Regions from separate parts of the Sus scrofa genome. Here region 1 is linked to region 2. A link is a contact called in public Hi-C data. All regions are on one chromosome and are shown on one strand. The core of a region is the stretch at or near the end of the contact, and the rest is flanking DNA. Distances in the headings are between cores, read along the strand shown.

Region 1 (3,615 bases), core at 428-2,927, 46 kb before region 2:
TGTCTTCAGTTTGGAGACGAGGGTGCTGATACACAGAGAGGTTAAAGGATGGGCCCAGGGATGGAGCTGGAATTTGCATTCAGTCCAGCATGCTCCAGAGCCTCTGTTACTTAACCCCAGCTCTGACCACAGGGCCTGCCACACAGCAGGCGTTTCATACAATGTGGTCAAAGGAGCTAGTGGGGAAATGAGTGAACACTGGCTTCTGGCCTCCCCTGCTTTTTGCTCAGGCACAGCCTCCGCGAGCACCCGTCCCCAGCTCCATCAGCTCTGCATGGTGGGTGACTCTGCAGCCCAGGCTTCCAACCATGTCTCGGATCTGGGCGCCCTGATCTCTGCAGCAAAACCCTGGGCCTGGGCCTTCTGTCGTGCCATGAGGCACCAGCGAGAGTGTGTGACTGTCGGGGACAAGAGCCGGTCAGGGCTCTCCACAGTGAAATGTCCAGAGGATGCAGGAAAAAGAAACTTCAATTTTCTGCTGCCACTCTTGTGGGTGTGGCTTCACAGGTGGAAGGCAAGTGATTTGGTTCACCCCCCTCTTCCTCTTCCTTCTCCTCCTTGCCCCTCCCCCTCCCTCTCCCCCCATCCCCTATCCCCTCCCCCCCCCCGGGTCTGGGCTGCCAAGCAAAGAGGCATAAAGTCAGGGTGAGCAGAGGCCAGGTCTCCTGAATGTCCCATAGAGAAGGACACATCTTGCCTGGATCTTCAAGGACTCAGAGCCTCAGAGAGCAGAGGGCTTCTAAGGGTGACCAAGATGTAGAGAGACAGACAGGGTGGGCTCTGGAGCCAGGCAGGCCTGCTGCTTCCTCCTAGCTGGTGGCCTTGGACAAGTCTCTAAATTCCCTCATCGGTCAATGCAGGACAGTAAGACCTACCTTAATTGTGCAGATTAATGAAGTATCAATACGTGAAGGGCCCCACCTGGTTCTCTCCAGGTCGGGTTAGCAACAGGCTGGGCTTTCCCCTTGGGTCCGTCAGTGGGTCTGAAACAGCAGCTTTATACAGAGTGGTGGTTAGACGCACAGGCCCTGGAGCCGGCATCCTGGTTTGGGCTCAAGAGCTAAAGCGCTCCATCCACGTGACTGCATAGGTTTCCTCTGCGCCTCCGTCTTCCCAGCTGCAAACCGGGAGTTCCGTGCTCCTTTTCGCAGCTGTTGTGAGGATTCAACAAGACAAAGGGCTTGCTCGACGTTCCTATAACCAGTTACCGCCCAGCAGCGTAAGAGGCAGTGCCCCCCACCTCGTCAGCAGGAAGTAGGGAAGTACTGTCACCTGCAGGGCCCGAGTGAAAAGGCCCCCCCCTCCCTGCTCCTCACTCTGGGGTGCCCGATCCAAAAAAATGAGAAACAAGTATGATAGCCCTTAACCCTCAGATCCCTGCCCCCCACACCCAAAGAGAGGCCCCGGCAAAGATTCAGGAACTGAAGTCTGGGGCTCTGCACAGACACCCCTGGATGAGAACCCCAGCTTCATGAAACGAAATCTTAAGCTAGTGACGTAACCTCTCTGAGTCTCAGTTTCCTCACCTGTAAAATGGGAATATCTCTTAGGGCTCTTGTGAGGCTTAAATGAGATCACGCACGTAACTCATTTAGAACAGACCCTGGCAAATAGTGAGCACTCAGTCAAGCTTAGCTTTTATTTTCTACGGTTCAGCACTTTACAGTTTGTAAAACATTTCCACATACATTCTCTCTTCTTGGCAATCCAGGCATAATGACAGACACCTGGGGTGGGGGCCCTTCAAGGCTACCCATGCCAGGGTAGGGATAATCCCGGTTGGACAGAAGAACCCCAGGCTCAGGAAGATCACACGACAGGCCCAAGGCAGGGCCAAGCCTGCAGGACCCCCGGAGGACAGCCCCTTTCCCCAGTGCCAGGCTAGGTCCCCACCCGGGGAAACATGGCACCACACCCATGAAGGCACTTAATTCTGGTACATCCCTAGGCAGCTACGTCACGTCTTTGCCTGGGCTCTGCTGAGTAAACAGCTCTGCTACGTGTCATCCCCGAGAAGAGGCCACTGTTACAAGGCCAAGGGTGTTGACCTGCTGGAAACAGTTGCCCGCCTATTTTTATCCTGCAAATAAATGCTTGGATTCTGGCCAGAGGCAGAGTGACCTCAATATAGATGAGAGTGGAGCCCTGTGGACGAACCCCCCCCTCCCCCGCAGCTGGAGGCAGATGGCTCCTCCTTAGTTGTTTTGCAACATGTTCTCCTGATTCAAATGCAGGCTGCGTCAGTCCCCTGTGGGGATACGTTATGAAAGCTGTGGCCGAACTGTGTTCCCCAAACACTTGTTTGCTGACCCAAGAGATCCCTTTAGCTAAAAGCCTCAAAGCCCTGAGTAATCCCTCAATTTCAAAAGACATCCTTTTAAGAAGGCAGCCAAGGCTGCACCCAAGCCTCAGCAGACACATATGCTGCAAAGAGAAAAGACTGATAGCCCCCAAAGATGGAAACTTCTGGTTTATTTTAAAAGAAGAGAACACATTCATTCTCCTCTCAGCCCCACCTTGAAGCTGCCGCAGGTGTCCCGCGATGTGTTCCATGGAATATTCTGAGGACGTTAATAAATAATTCACCAGAGGCATCGGAGCGGGGGGCTCCGTTGCCAAACAGGTTTGGGAAATTCTGGACTAAAGAAAGTTAAATCCATGTCCTTCCTTCTCAAGCCTTTGAAAATGCTGATGGGGATGAGCTGCAAGAGAAAGATCCAGAACGCCATGCTCCCCAAACACCTTTGAAGACCCTCACCCGAGGACTCTGCTCCCTCTGTCCCCCTCCCGAGACCTGCCGTATTCATCTTTGCTTCCTCAAAGCGCCTGGCACAGCAGCGGGCCCACAGTAGCTGTAATAAAAGTTTGTTGAATTGAATTGACTCCTAAAGCCCTTTAATTCTAAAGCTGTTTGTCAGCAGCTTTCCAAGGACGCTGTCCTTGGAATTCCTGAAACAGATTTGAATGCTCTCAAGTGTCTCTGATTTCTTGGAACACTTTCTACTTTTGCCTCAATTAAATACAGTTTAGATTAAACACAGCCAGGATGTTGCTGGTTTCCGAGAACTCCTCTCTGAGATATCAACCCCTTAATTTTATTTATTTATTTATTTATTTAAGTTTTTTTTGTCTTTCTAGGGCCGCACCCGTGACATATGGAGGTTTCCTGGCCAGGGGCCTACACCACAGCCACAGCTACGCCAGATCTGAGCTGCGTCTGCGACCTACACCACAGTTCATGGCAACGCCGGATCCTTAACCCACTGAGCCAAACCAGAGATCGAACCCGCAACTTCATGGTTCCTAGTCAGATTCGTTTCTGCTGTGCCACGACTGGAACTCCCCAAACCCTTAAATGTAGAGGCGAGAGAAAGGCCGTCAGCGCCACGCAAGCTCAAGACAGCAGCTCCCTTTCCTGGTGTGTGGCCCTGGGCAGGTTTCAGACCCCATTTCTCCTCTGAAACCTGCGTGATTACTTCCCAGGCTCACACGGGGGATTTAATGAGAACCTGGCACCCATCAGGCCCTCCTGCAATGTTAATCCCCTCCCCGTCACACTTCCAAACTCTTGAGTAAGTTACAGAGACAGGTTCAGCCTGAAGGTTGGGGAGGGCC
Region 2 (3,468 bases), core at 854-3,353:
GAACCCAACAAGCATCCATGAGGATGCAGATTCAATCCCTGGCCTTGTTCAGTGGGTTAAGGATCTGGCGTTGCTGTGAGCTGTGGTGTGGGTGGCAGACACAGCTCGGATCCTGTGTGGCTGTGGCTGTGGCGTAGGCCAGTGGCTGCAGCTCTGATTTGACCCTTAGCCTGGGAACCTCCATATGCCGCGATTGTGGCCCTAAAATAACAAAAGACAAAAAAAAAAAAAAAAAGAAAGAATGAGGAGATGGCCGTTCAGCTGAGAATATCCCACCTGGGCCTGAGTCATGGAGTTGGGCCTGAGACCTGAGCCCCTCACTTCTCAAGGAGGGGCTCACAGTAGTGACCCCCCACCCCCTCCCTGGGAAGTCCCTGCTTCCACTGCTCCTCGGCCTCTGCCCAGAGCCTTGCAGGTTAAAGGACTTCCGGGCAACATCCATTCATTCCCTGGGCTCTAGCCCAGGCCAGCCCCTGGCCTCCAGGGTATTTTTAGTTCTGGCGGCCAAGCCTGGGCGGGTGATTGGCAGCAGATGAAGCCCATGTTTTCCGAGCTTCCCGTGTTGTTCCTGGCTCAGCATGAGAGGTGGCTGGGTATGGGGAGGGGGCCGAGGCATACCTGGCACCCCAGCCCACAGCTGCCTCATTGTCCCTGGGGGAGGGGCTGGGCCACGGCTGCTGCCACTGACCCAAGGCTGGGAGCATTCTTTCCTGTTGATTCATCACAGGGAATGCTCTGGCCCCATTTGGGGCGGGGCAGGGCCACTGGGGGGACATCTGGGACATGGGCGGCCAGGGGTGAACAGTAGTCCTCCGGTGGCCGGGTCAATGTGACCTGGCAGTCACCCAGGAATCAAAAATGTCCACCTTGCCACCCTGGCCTTTATCACGGTTCTGCCTTGTAGTGGTGTTTGTTTACTCCTCTGCCTCCCCCACCAGACTGGGAAGCTCTTCCCATCCAGCCGGCTGCACTGTCTAGCACTCTAGCCCCCTGTCTAGCAAGTAAGAGAAAATCAATAAAGGTTTGCTGAATGAATGAGCCTTTGGAACACACTCAGGCAAGGTGGGGGAAAGGGGGCATCAGACTGCACTGATCTGGGCCTAGAAAGGAAGCTGGGAGGCTGGGACTCTGCACATTTTACAGAAGGGGCACTGAGGCACTGGGAGGGACCAGGACAGGGGGCAAAGAATTTGGAGGAAAGGGGCTGAGATCCAGGCACCTGGGTTCTCAGCTTAGCTCACCGGACTCCACTCTGTCAGCTTTTCCTGTTTTGTCTTATTCCACAGTCTCCCCCTGGAACCGCCCCCCCCCATACCCTTCCCCCCACGAGCCTGTCAAGGGTCAGGGCTGCCTCAATCAACTCTGTAAGGGATTGTAGGGAGGAGTTCAGTACTCTCGTTTATGATTTATTACGTTGGGGAGCAAGTCCCACGGCTTGGGGCTCAGTGTTCCCAACTGTACAATGGGCAGAACAGAGGCCTCACGCCCCCGCAGCCCACAATAAACTTCGAGGGACCAGGACCACGGAGAGGACCAGCTATTACTCCAAAAACCTGCACCCCACCATCCTGACCTCGTTTGAGCAGAGCCCCCCGCAACGCCTGCCTCCCCCCCCAGCAGAAGAGAGTCTGCGATGTCCTAAGTAACCAAACTGGTGGGACTCGGACCCTAAGACGGTGAGGCGCTCCCACGCGTAGGGCTGCACAACTTGGGGACTGGCTGAATGTAACCCCCAGGTCAACTCTTTTGCAGGGGAGGAAACTGCGCCTCCTCCAACAGGGGAGGCCACAGCTGCACGCGGCCCGCCGGGCAAACGCAGCCCGCTGGCGCTGAGCCACAGCCCTTTCCCGGGAACTCCGATCCTCCCACAGTCCCTCCTGCTGCAGCGCGCAGTTCCCTGCACGGAAAACAGCTGCACCCTCGACTCCCGCAACTTCGCTCTCCCCCCTCCTCGCACCTCCCCGGCCCGCGGGCTGCGGGTGGGCCCCAGGGCACCCGGGGCCGCGCGGGTCGGCGGTGGGGTGGGCACCAGCCCTCGCAGGGGCCCATCGGGCGGGGCGCCCGCCGAGTCCAGGTCCGCCCGGGGGCGGGGCCTGCGGGCCTCCTCCGCGGCGGGCGGGCGGGAGGGGTGGTGGGCGCCCGCGGGCCTCAGCCGGATAAAAGGGCCCCAGGGCGCTCCAGGAGGCCCGTTAGCGCTGCTCGGCCGCTGAGCCCCAGCCCCAGCCCCGCACCGTCCGCGCTCCAGCTGGTGAGCCCCTGTCTGGCCCCTGGCCAGGTCTGTCTCTTGCTGTCCTGTGTGTCTGTCCGACTTCTGTCTCTCTGAAGGTCTGCAAGTCTCTGAGGATTCCTGAAGGCTGGGAAGGGGAGAGATGGGGGTCCCATGGACGTTAGCCTAGCCCCCTGGTCGCTCACCAAACTGCTTCCACTGGAAGTTACCAAGCTGGAGAGCTTGGCCCAAGGCCCGCCCAGGGTGGTGCGGCGCGGCCTCGGGGTGCCTGCGTGTCTTGTTTGTGAACACACGCTGCGTGTAACCATTTCTCTTACCTTCTCACCCAGGGTAGGAGGCAGGGGAAGGGGTAGGTGGGTTCAGATGTCACTCTTGTGACTTAGAGGACAAAGAGGCGGGCTGGAGCTGGGCTCTCTGGGGAAACAGACCAAATCTGAGTATGCTGGGGGTAGAGGGTGATTGGGGGGCAGCCAATGGAGAGTGGGCAGAGGGCTTCGACCTGTGCATGTCCTGTTCTGGACAGGTGCCGCCCAGAGCCCCTTTGCTGGCACTGTTTTAGGTCCTCACAATCCAGGTCCCAGGGAGGAAATCAGGGCTGAGTGGGGAGTCCCATCCCCTCCCCAAAGAGCTGGAGGGAAGTGGCTGTGAGTGACTGCCCGGGCTGGTGCCCACCAGGACAGCGGCCCCAACCCTCTCTCCTGAATAACCTTGGGTGTTTCCAGTCTCCATAGCCGGGCCAGTTCAGGCCAGGTGTCTCCAGCAGCACCTGGATCAGGTGCCTTTCTACTTCAAGCTGACAGGATCCTGGCTCCGTCTCTTGGTGGCACTCAGCGCTGGCACCCACTCCAGGGCCCTCCCACCATGGCTGGGTCATAAATCAACCAGCAACAGGGTGGAATTTCATTCATTTCGCTGCCTCCCTTCCTTCTTCCCCCTCTTCCTCCACGTCCATCTCGCTCGTGACAGAGAGCCTGGCTCTGTTGCCAGGCTGCCTGGGCTTGCATCCCGTCCGGGCAAGTCACTTAGATTCATGGAGCCTCATCTCCTCCTCTGTCAAGTGGAGATAAGGATTCAATACATTTTTAACGTATAATAATAATTAAGTTTAATGATGAAATTATTATTACTAACCTTCGTCCTCCTCAGCCTTCTTTCCCCTCACGCTGCCCCTTTCTCTTTCACTTAGAAGAACAGCCACTCTTGAGGCTGTTCCATTCTCTAAGGGTGGTGTCTCAGCCTGG

What was found. A called contact is a pair of places that touch in the nucleus more often than the background predicts.
Region 1: a contact with region 2 is called in a Hi-C map of skeletal muscle, with 4 times the contacts expected there. The contact joins the enhancer-like site here to the promoter of LOXL4 in region 2. A contact is called at or near these places in 1 of 5 promoter capture datasets (liver), 11 of 47 Hi-C or Micro-C datasets (embryonic fibroblasts, epiblast stem cells, heart right ventricle and 4 more) and 1 of 2 datasets of contacts at active chromatin or transcription factors (skeletal muscle).

The regions. Positions count from the first base shown.
Region 1 is chr14:109,637,058-109,640,672 of Sscrofa11.1, reverse strand. No RefSeq gene overlaps it. Among named protein-coding and RNA genes, the nearest start is that of LOXL4, 45 kb to the right of the region's middle. Within about 2 kb of position 1,677, at least 43 of the 83 cell types and tissues checked have an H3K27ac peak or open chromatin away from gene starts, as enhancers often do. A contact at or near this core is called in liver, omental adipose tissue and skeletal muscle, where this site is marked.
Region 2 is chr14:109,592,043-109,595,510 of Sscrofa11.1, reverse strand. LOXL4 (lysyl oxidase homolog 4) reads left to right here and starts at 2,103. Exons shown (of 15, transcript XM_021074444.1): 1 at 2,103-2,275.